Linked DNA regions of Triticum aestivum: region 1 is linked to region 2. A link is a contact called in public Hi-C data. All regions are on one chromosome and are shown on one strand. The core of a region is the stretch at or near the end of the contact, and the rest is flanking DNA. Distances in the headings are between cores, read along the strand shown. Region 1 holds the start of LOC123103717 (phospholipid:diacylglycerol acyltransferase 1). Region 2 holds the start of LOC123103716 (protein Brevis radix-like 1).

Evidence for each region. A called contact is a pair of places that touch in the nucleus more often than the background predicts.
Region 1: a Hi-C map of leaf shows a contact between it and region 2, with 3 times the contacts expected there. The contact joins the promoter of LOC123103717 here to the promoter of LOC123103716 in region 2. A contact is called at or near these places in 3 of 5 Hi-C or Micro-C datasets (leaf and root) and 1 of 1 datasets of contacts at active chromatin or transcription factors (leaf).

Annotation. Positions count from the first base shown.
Region 1 is chr5A:419,838,393-419,842,508 of IWGSC CS RefSeq v2.1, forward strand. It overlaps LOC123103717 (phospholipid:diacylglycerol acyltransferase 1), which reads left to right and starts at 2,637. Exons shown (of 6, transcript XM_044525391.1): 1 at 2,637-3,427. The coding sequence starts at 2,937.
Region 2 is chr5A:419,534,664-419,539,372 of IWGSC CS RefSeq v2.1, forward strand. It overlaps LOC123103716 (protein Brevis radix-like 1), which reads right to left and starts at 3,158. Exons shown (of 5, transcript XM_044525390.1): 1 at 2,683-3,158; 2 at 2,070-2,464. The coding sequence starts at 2,844.

The DNA.
Region 1 (4,116 bases), core at 1,387-3,886, 300 kb after region 2:
TATGAGTGTGTGTATATGTATGGGCATTTGTATCGTGTTAAAAAAAGAGAGAAGTGCATATTTCAACCCTCAACTTTTGCCCTAGTCTAATTTACAAACCCGAACTCTAATACCATCTAAATTACAACCCTCAACTCTCAAAACCGGTCAGGATTCAACCCTCCCCTCTCTGTTGATCGGTTTTGACCTGGTTGACCGGTTTTGACCAGTCAACAGGTCCAGTCAGCATGCCACATCAGCAAAAAAATGCAAAATTTCCAAGGAAACAACCTGTAAAATCAAAGAAAATCCAGGAAAAGAAATAAGAAATTCAATTTCCGAAAAACACGGAAAATAAAAAAATGAATTTCCAAAAAAAATCCAGAAACTCAAATTCCAGAAAAAAAATCATTTTTTATTTTCCCTAGCTTTTTTCGGAATTTTGCCTTTTTATATTTTTCCCTAATCTTATAGATTTTTATTTACTTTTTCTTGAAATTCTGAAGAAAAAAAATCTGACGTGGCATGCTGATTGGACTCGTTGACTAGTCAAAACTGGTCACCCCAGGTCAAAATCGGTCAACAGGGTGGGGAGGGTTGAATCCTGGCCGATTTTGAGACTTGGGGGTTGTAATTTAAACGGTATTAAAGTTCAGGGTTGTAAATTAGACTAGAGCAAGAGTTCAGGGTTGAAATATGCACTTCTTTCTTAAAAAACACCGAAGAGTATACAGTAATATCTTTGTCGGCAATTGCAAAGCATAAACCTTTGTATCATATACTCAGAAAGCAAGTACGTAAAAAACACACCAACGTTAACTCTAACACATTTAGGCAACAAATCATGTAAATCATAGATTATTTCAGACTAACATGTGTATCAAATAAATCTCGATTTGATTACACGCCACGCTTTCATAGAAAGAACTTTTCCTTTAACCAACACGACTTGAGAATTTTCCACAGTGAAACCAACATAATAATTATTCCACCAAAAAAACCCAACATAATAACTATTTTATTTTCAACACACCAATAATTTGGTTCTGACAACTTTAAATACTTGCTTTATGACAATAATACATTATATAATTTTTATTCGATGCTGCTATTGTTACAAATTGAAATTGCCAACATAATTTGCATTGAGCATTTCCACAAAGACTGAAATTGAGGCCAAATGATTTGTTTTTTATAAAAACACTTCAGTTGTGAATAATATATTTTTTCTATCGCCACCAATGTCCGCTTTCAATACAAATTTCATCCATCTTAAAAATTCCCTTCGTATATCTACAACGTAATGACTCCTAATGTTAAGTTTGACACGATATGAGCACAATGTGAAGGCCATTTGTGTTGATCTGGTGCCCATTCCCCACCACTATGTAGATGTGGGTCTGCTGGATCATGATGTTCGAGTGGGACTGCACATGTCAGGATATGAAGTCATTGTCTTTGATATTGCCGCCCAGGAACAAAATGCATATGGATGTTGTTGGATGACCGACATACGTGCTGAAACTGACTATCCATATAGAACAAACGAATGATGCATGCATGCCGAAATGCGACAACGTCTCATGGCGGGAGTTTAGTCGCAGTCATGTACCATAATCACCACCCACAACACAACTTGAAAGCCGGCATTGTGCATGGCGTGGTTGCTTGCCACCTAATTGCACCCTAATGATAGGTTCATTGGGGTAGGCGTGCTAGGGGAGCGACAAGGGCAATGAGATCTCACCTAATGAACATGAAATCATACAACCATTCGATTTACCGCCAACAGAGAGAAGGACGATCATCATGACAAAAAAATAGGCATGCTAGGGGAACGACAAGGGCAATGAGATGCCACCCAATGAACATGGAATCATACAACCATTCGATTAGCGCCAACAGGGAGAAGGACGACCATCACGGAAGAAGAAGGACGATGTTGCTAGGACCACTAGCAAAGCGAGGTGCATGGGGGGTTTCAAGGGCAGTAGAAATATTTACAAGGAGAACACGAGTCAGTGGATGAGTTGACATGCCAATTGATAAGCTGCCAGCTTTAGGAAAACTTATATGTGACATCTGGAGTAAAAACATTCCCTCATGCTATCTAGATATCCCTCTTGTCTTGTTAAAGCTGTCGTTCTAGACAAGATAAGGCTAAACATTAAAATTTGTGACTAGTAATATTTCTCAAAATTTGAAAATAGATACTCGAAAAGCGATGTACTCCCTCCGTCTCATAATACTATAAGATAATACGTTGGATTCCATAAATAGTTAATGAATATATTCACAGGAATTTAAATTATTTTAGGTCCATTTTTTGCGGGGTTTTTTAAGTCCATTATTACATGAGAATGGATCGTGCTCTGCACCTTGAATGTATGTAATAAATGGAAAAAAGAAAAACCGTGCCAACCGAAAGATCACGTTTCACCGTAAAAAAAACCAGAAAGATCACGTTTTGGCGAGGCTCTGCTCTGGTTGGATCGCCATTATCATTTCTGCAAGCTACGCCGGCCCCACTTCACCGTCCCCGTCCTTGACGGCCACCCCTGGGCCCCACACAGGTTCCAATCAATAGAGGCAGGCGAACTCCGCCCCACCCGCACCGCGTCTTCACGAACCACAGACCCGTCCCGTGCCGCCGGGCCCACGTAGGCAGGCACCCGTGGCCAGCTCGGCGCACGTACATCGGGCGCAGGGATCGCTCCGGTGCGGCGCGACGGTCGCCTACGGCCTCGAGCCTCCTCCCTCTCCCGACCTCACAAACGCTAGCCCCGCGAGGCCGCCCCGCCCCTCCCGACCTCGCCCCCTCCGCCTCCTTGGGCCCCGCCGCCGGCTTAGGGTTTCGCGGGCCAGGCCCCCTCCCGGCCGCCGCCGGCGATGCGAGTGCGCCCGCGCAGGTAGCCCCGCCCCCGCCCGCCGATCCCATTCGCCCGCGCGCGCGCGCCATGTCGCTCCTACGGAGGCGGAGGCAGCAGCAGTCGCCGCCGCCGCCCTCGCCGGGCGACGACAGCAATGGCTCCGACCACGACGACAAGGACAAGGACAAGGGGAAGAAGCCGGCGCAGGAGCAGCCGTCCTCCTCCGCCTCCGCGCCGCCGTCCAAGGAGGCCGGCCGGCGGGCCAGGGGCAAGTGGTCGTGCGTGGACAGCTGCTGCTGGCTCGTCGGCTGCGTCTGCTCCTCCTGGTGGCTGCTGCTCTTCCTCTACAACGCCATGCCGGCCTCCTTCCCGCAGTACGTAACGGAGGCCATCACGGGCCCGCTCCCGGACCCGCCCGGGGTCAAGCTGCAGAAGGAGGGGTTGCACGCCAAGCACCCCGTCATCTTCGTGCCGGGGATCGTCACGGGAGGCCTCGAGCTCTGGGAGGGCCATCACTGCGCCGAGGGGCTCTTCCGGAAGCGCCTCTGGGGCGGCACATTCGGCGACGTGTACAAGAGGTCGCTTTCTTACCTGTTAGGTGTTGCATTCGCATCCGTCGCGTGTCCGTTAAGTCTCTAACTTTGTTTGGTCGTTATTAGGGCTGCTTTAGCAATCGACGCTAGGATCCTTTAATAGAATGAGTCCCATGTTATTCTTTTTGGCTTGCTTTGTTGTTTGTCGAGCTTTTGGGAATTGTTTTGGCAGAGTTAGGACTTCAGGACAGTAGTCTGATTCCATAGGCTGTCAATCCCTCGTGTTCTCTAACGCCCTTTCCGTAGATTTCTTTTATATATCTTATTAATGTGTCTGAGCTGTAGGACTAGAGGTTCATTCCAGATCTTCTGAAGTCTGGGTTAGGGTGTATGATTCCTCAATGGCGAGGTGCTCAGTCAAGAACTGGGACTTAGGTGCTCAATAGAAAGTTGGTTCCAATTTTGGATGTTTTTTATTACTTTCTCAATGGTTGATTTGTTACGGTGGAGGGATTAGAATTCTTGGTAATTTGAACTTTATTTGTGTTTCTTAAGCTAGTTTTGTACTGTTTAATTGTGTAAGTACTTGGGATATTTCTATGAAATGTTGGGTGTGACAATCACTTTCAGCTGCCTTGGAATGCTGTTTTTTGTTACTAGCATGGGAGCAGGATTTGAGTGGGCAAGATGTGACTTTGAGAGCTGCATGGAGTGCACATGTTGTAAAACTAGGC
Region 2 (4,709 bases), core at 1,908-4,407:
CACAAGTAGCTCCCAACAAGAACCTTATTTTAACAATATTACTATGTTCACAAACAAATCTTAGAACGACTATTATAAACTCAATCCGAACACTACAAATTTATAATGAGCATATTTCACATGCACATTTTAAATTTATAGTGCCAAGACTAAGTTTGCAAAAGTGGTTTGTAAGATTGATTATGAGTGTAATATTGTTGGAACTAAAACTCTACACATGAGCAAAAATGCTTCCAGTTCGAGGGCCATGTTTGTTTGCTCTCCTGATAAGCCAGTGCAAAGAGACCCAACTACATATCAGTAAGACCACAAGCCAAGCAAATGGCCAAAGAAGAGAGAGGATCAGAACTTCTCTAATCCAACACTCATCTTTCCATTGAAGCTTCTTTAGGCCACAAGCCAAGCAAATGGCCAAAGAAGAGAGAGGATCAGAACTTTTCTAATCCAACACTCATCTTTCCATTGAAGCTTCTTTATTGACTACCCAGTTGAGAGGTAGCTTGTGGGCCTTTCAAGTCTATCCCTGTTAATACTACCTCTTCCAGGAGAGGAAGTGTCATTGCCAGCACAGCAAATGTATGACTCTGATAGCATAAAGTACAAATGTGCAACCTGGACTTGCCCGTCATAGTATTGGTAAGTTCAAAATTCATAGCCAGCTGATACACTGGAGCTGCTACACCTGTACCGTGCACAACTGACATGATCCCGTAAACTCTATAATGTATGAATCAAGATTCTAAATCTGACAACTCTATAACATGCATGCTGACACATCTAGAATTCAACTTGGCTGGAGCACATCGGGGGCTAAATTTAGAGTTGACAATTAGTACCATTTTCTGAATTTAGAGTTAACCCGATTGTTCTCATTAGAGTCCATCCAGTTGTAAAATTTAAAAGAACCAAGGATTTACTAACTATAGAACACATAGGAGTGGCAAAATAGGGTGGCAGATATATACTAGAATATTTTGTAGTATTGCACATTAGCAAAAGTGCTGCAGTCAAGAGTCCATGTTGGATGGCTCTCCTGATAACCCGGTGTGGAGGGACCCAACTAGTACATATCAATAAGAAGGCCACCAGCCAAGCAAATGGACAAAGAAGTGAGAGGAGCAGAATTTTTCTGTTCCAACATCTTTCAAAGTTTCAATTAAGCCTCTGTATTGGATACCCAGATAGGATGTAGCTTGTGGGCCTCTTTGTGTCTCTATCCCATGATAATACCACCCCTTTGGTGGAGAGGAAGCATCATCGCCAGCACACTAGATGTATCATTTTCATAGCCTAAAGTACAAATGTGCAAGCTGGACTTGCCCCCACATAGAACTGGTAACTTCAAAATTCATAGCAAGTTGATGCACTGGAGCTTCTATGATTCTAGGGTGGGCAATTCTAAATCTACCGGCTCCTCACACAACATGCATTCTGACACATCTAGACTTCGACCTGGCTGGAGCACGTGAGGGGTTAAATGAGGGCCTATTCTAAAGTCAATGCGCCAGATTGTTCCCGTTTACAGCTCATCCAGTGTGTAAAAATCTCAAGGGATTTACTATCTATATATAGGACATATAGCAGTGAGGAAAAAGTGTAGCACATATTTTTGTAGTGCATAATCCAAAAAGAATCCCTCTGTAAACTAATATCTTTAGTGATCTAAAACGTCTTATATTAGTTTACAGTGGTAGTACTTATTTAAAAAAAGGCTTAAACAAGAGGTTAACCAAGAAAGCCTTAGTCTCAAATGTTTAACTATTCACATTAGGCATTTCTCAAAGAAAATTGTAGTAACTCTGAGCACTGAGCAGTAAAAAAGATGAAAGATACTACTTGGAACTTCAATTCGTTGAGAGTTTTCCAACACATTGCGCTTCATCCTTCTGCATTTTTTTTACCAAATTTAACAAAAACATTTTTCTACTCTGAATGCAGGAGGGTCTCAAATCTCGATCACATTTTCTGAAAATGTAAACTAAGCCAACAAGGTATTTTCCAACCAACAATCAGAGTAATGCACTGGAGAAATGCAAATAATGCAGGCGCAATCGCGTAAGAGCACACACCTGAATCGGATGCGTTTGAGGTCATTGCCACCTTGCGGCAGCGAGACGAAGGTGATGAGGACGCCGGGCTCCACCTGCGCCACCCACTCCTTGGCGTTGTCCTCCTTGCCGCCGCCGCCGCCAGATGACATCCCGTCCTCCTCCTCTTCTTCCTCCTCGTCGCCGGCGGGGAAGTCGGTGCGCGCGCTCATGGATGGCGTGGCCTCCCCGCTGGAGCCGCCGCCCGCGGCGCGCCGGTAGGCGTAGTGGAAGCGGTCGGAGGCGTCGGAGCCCCGGAAGCCGCTGCCGCCGCGGTGGTGGTACGGGTGGTGCCGCCCCGAGCCCCCCGCGGAGGAGCCGGCGCAAGGCTTGCAGTGCCGGTACGCGCCCGACGCCTTGAGCGCCATGTCCTTGATCTGAACCCAAGAAAATCCCCCGTCAATTCAGTCCCACCCGATCTGATGATTACGCTCGAGACAAGATTCCAAAACCTAAAAGGCGTAACCTTCCAGACAGATTCAGACGACTTAAAAAATCCTTCGGATGAACAGAACAAGAGAAACGAAACAAAAAATCCAACATTTCAAGCAGGACTCCAGTGGCAAGAGATGCAAGCACAGTCCCGAGAGCCCACCTGGGCCGTGAGCGCCTTGATGGCCTGCCGGGCGCTAGGCGTGGCAGCGCCGCCCACGCCCGCGCCGGCATCGACGGCGTCCTCGTCCTCCGTCGGCTCGTGCAGCGGCGGCACCCCGCCGCCGCCGCCGAGCTGCCTGGAGCAGGCGATGCACGTGAGCATCCCGCCGCCGGCGAGCACGCACGCCCCCTCTGACCGACGGGCAGCGACAGACCCGGAAAGCGAGACCGGGAGCGGCGCGCGGCCTTAAATGGCGGGGCGGCACGTAGCGTAGCGCACGGACGGCGACACGGGCCACGACGTGGCGGACCGAGTACACGCGCGCGCACGCACACCCCTCCTCGCCTCCGATCTCGAGCTCGAGTTAAGGGCATTAATGGCCGGATTAGTATATCTCGCGGTTTTAATGGCAGCGGCCGCACTGCGGCACGAGCCAAGTGGGATTTAATTTATGGAGCGGCTGCCCGCCTCCACGCCGCATTGTGGCTCGACTGGATCGACGGACCCATCAATGTAATGTAAAGCTTCCCTGACACGCCCCTGGTGGGTGGCGGGCCCCCGAGGGGCCGCGGCCGTGTGGCCACTGGCAGGAGCAGTAGTACTCGCCATTGCCATTGCCAGCAGAGGGAGAGAGAGTGAGAGTGAGTAGTATCAGCGGCAATAGTAGTAGTAGAACTTTTTTGTTTGTTCGCGAGCGTGTTGTTTCGACGGAGGTTCGGGTCGGTGGTGGGTGAAAAGGGTGAGGCGAAACGTTCAAAATGTCGTGAGGAGTGTAATTTTTCCTTCATATGTGCAGTGGTTTCATATGGACTCCCGGTGTTAATTTTAACTTAAGATTCTGACTCTCAGATTCGCCTCGAGAGGCGTGCTCTCCAGCTCAAACGATCTTCTGAATCTCTTTTGCTTAAATATTCATAGGCTCATTCCCACCTTCGGCGCCTGGTTTTGGATCATGGTTTGATTGCCACCGTTCCCACGATGCTTTGGGTACTTGTGCCGCTCTAGACGCCTCCGTGGATTCTACGGATAAGCAAACTACAAGAATCGACCGTTTCGAAAAGACATGCAAGCAACCTCAAAACCAATAATGTCAAGAAAAGACATGTTCCCTCAAAAAAAAAAAACATGTCATTTAAGGGCATCTCCAACGCTCATGTTCAAACCCCTTTCAACTATCCGAACCATGGAAGTCATTTAACACGGGTCTGTATCAATCCGCAGGACAGTCTGGACATACTTTTTCTCGCAAACTAGAGACAAACGTGAAACTTTGCAGCCATTGGACAGCACCCACGCGGCCACGCCCGCTTCTGACCACTCTGGCCCACCCAAACCCCCTCCTCCCTCGTCTGCACGCGCTCCCGCCCACGCCAGCTGCCCCCATTTATGCCGCTGGTGAGTGGCCCAAAACGAATGCGACCTCTCACTGCCTCTGCCATTGACGCGACGCACCGGTCGAGGGCGCCGCCGGCTGCACATTCGGTAAGGACACGACTCCTCGCCGCATTCAAACGCCTCCATTAAACTCGTGTGGAAGCCGAGAACCCTACTCCGATCACACATCCATTCACGAGCGGGTCGGCATTAAACACAAGGTCGGGCAAGCTCCTCCCGTCCGCCCGCTATTTAAACTATGCCAGACGTCGAGCAAAAAACGCACCACACCTCCGCTCCCATCTCCTCTTGCACCATTTTTTTATGACATGATGTAGAGGTATAAACTCAAGCAATATGATGAAAACCCCATCTTTTTACCCTTGAAGCCAACAATACAAATACGTGCCTCGCTATCCCTACTTTGTCGCTGGGTGAGGACACCGCAAGATTGAACCCAAAACTAAGCACCTCTCCCATTGCAAGAAAAACCAATCTAGTCGACCAAACCAAACCGATAATTCGAAGAGAAATACAAAGATATCAAATCATGCATATAAGAATTAAAAAAAGATTCAAATAATATTCATAGATAAAATGACCATAAATCCACAATCCATCAGATCTCGACAAACACACTGTAAAAGAAGATT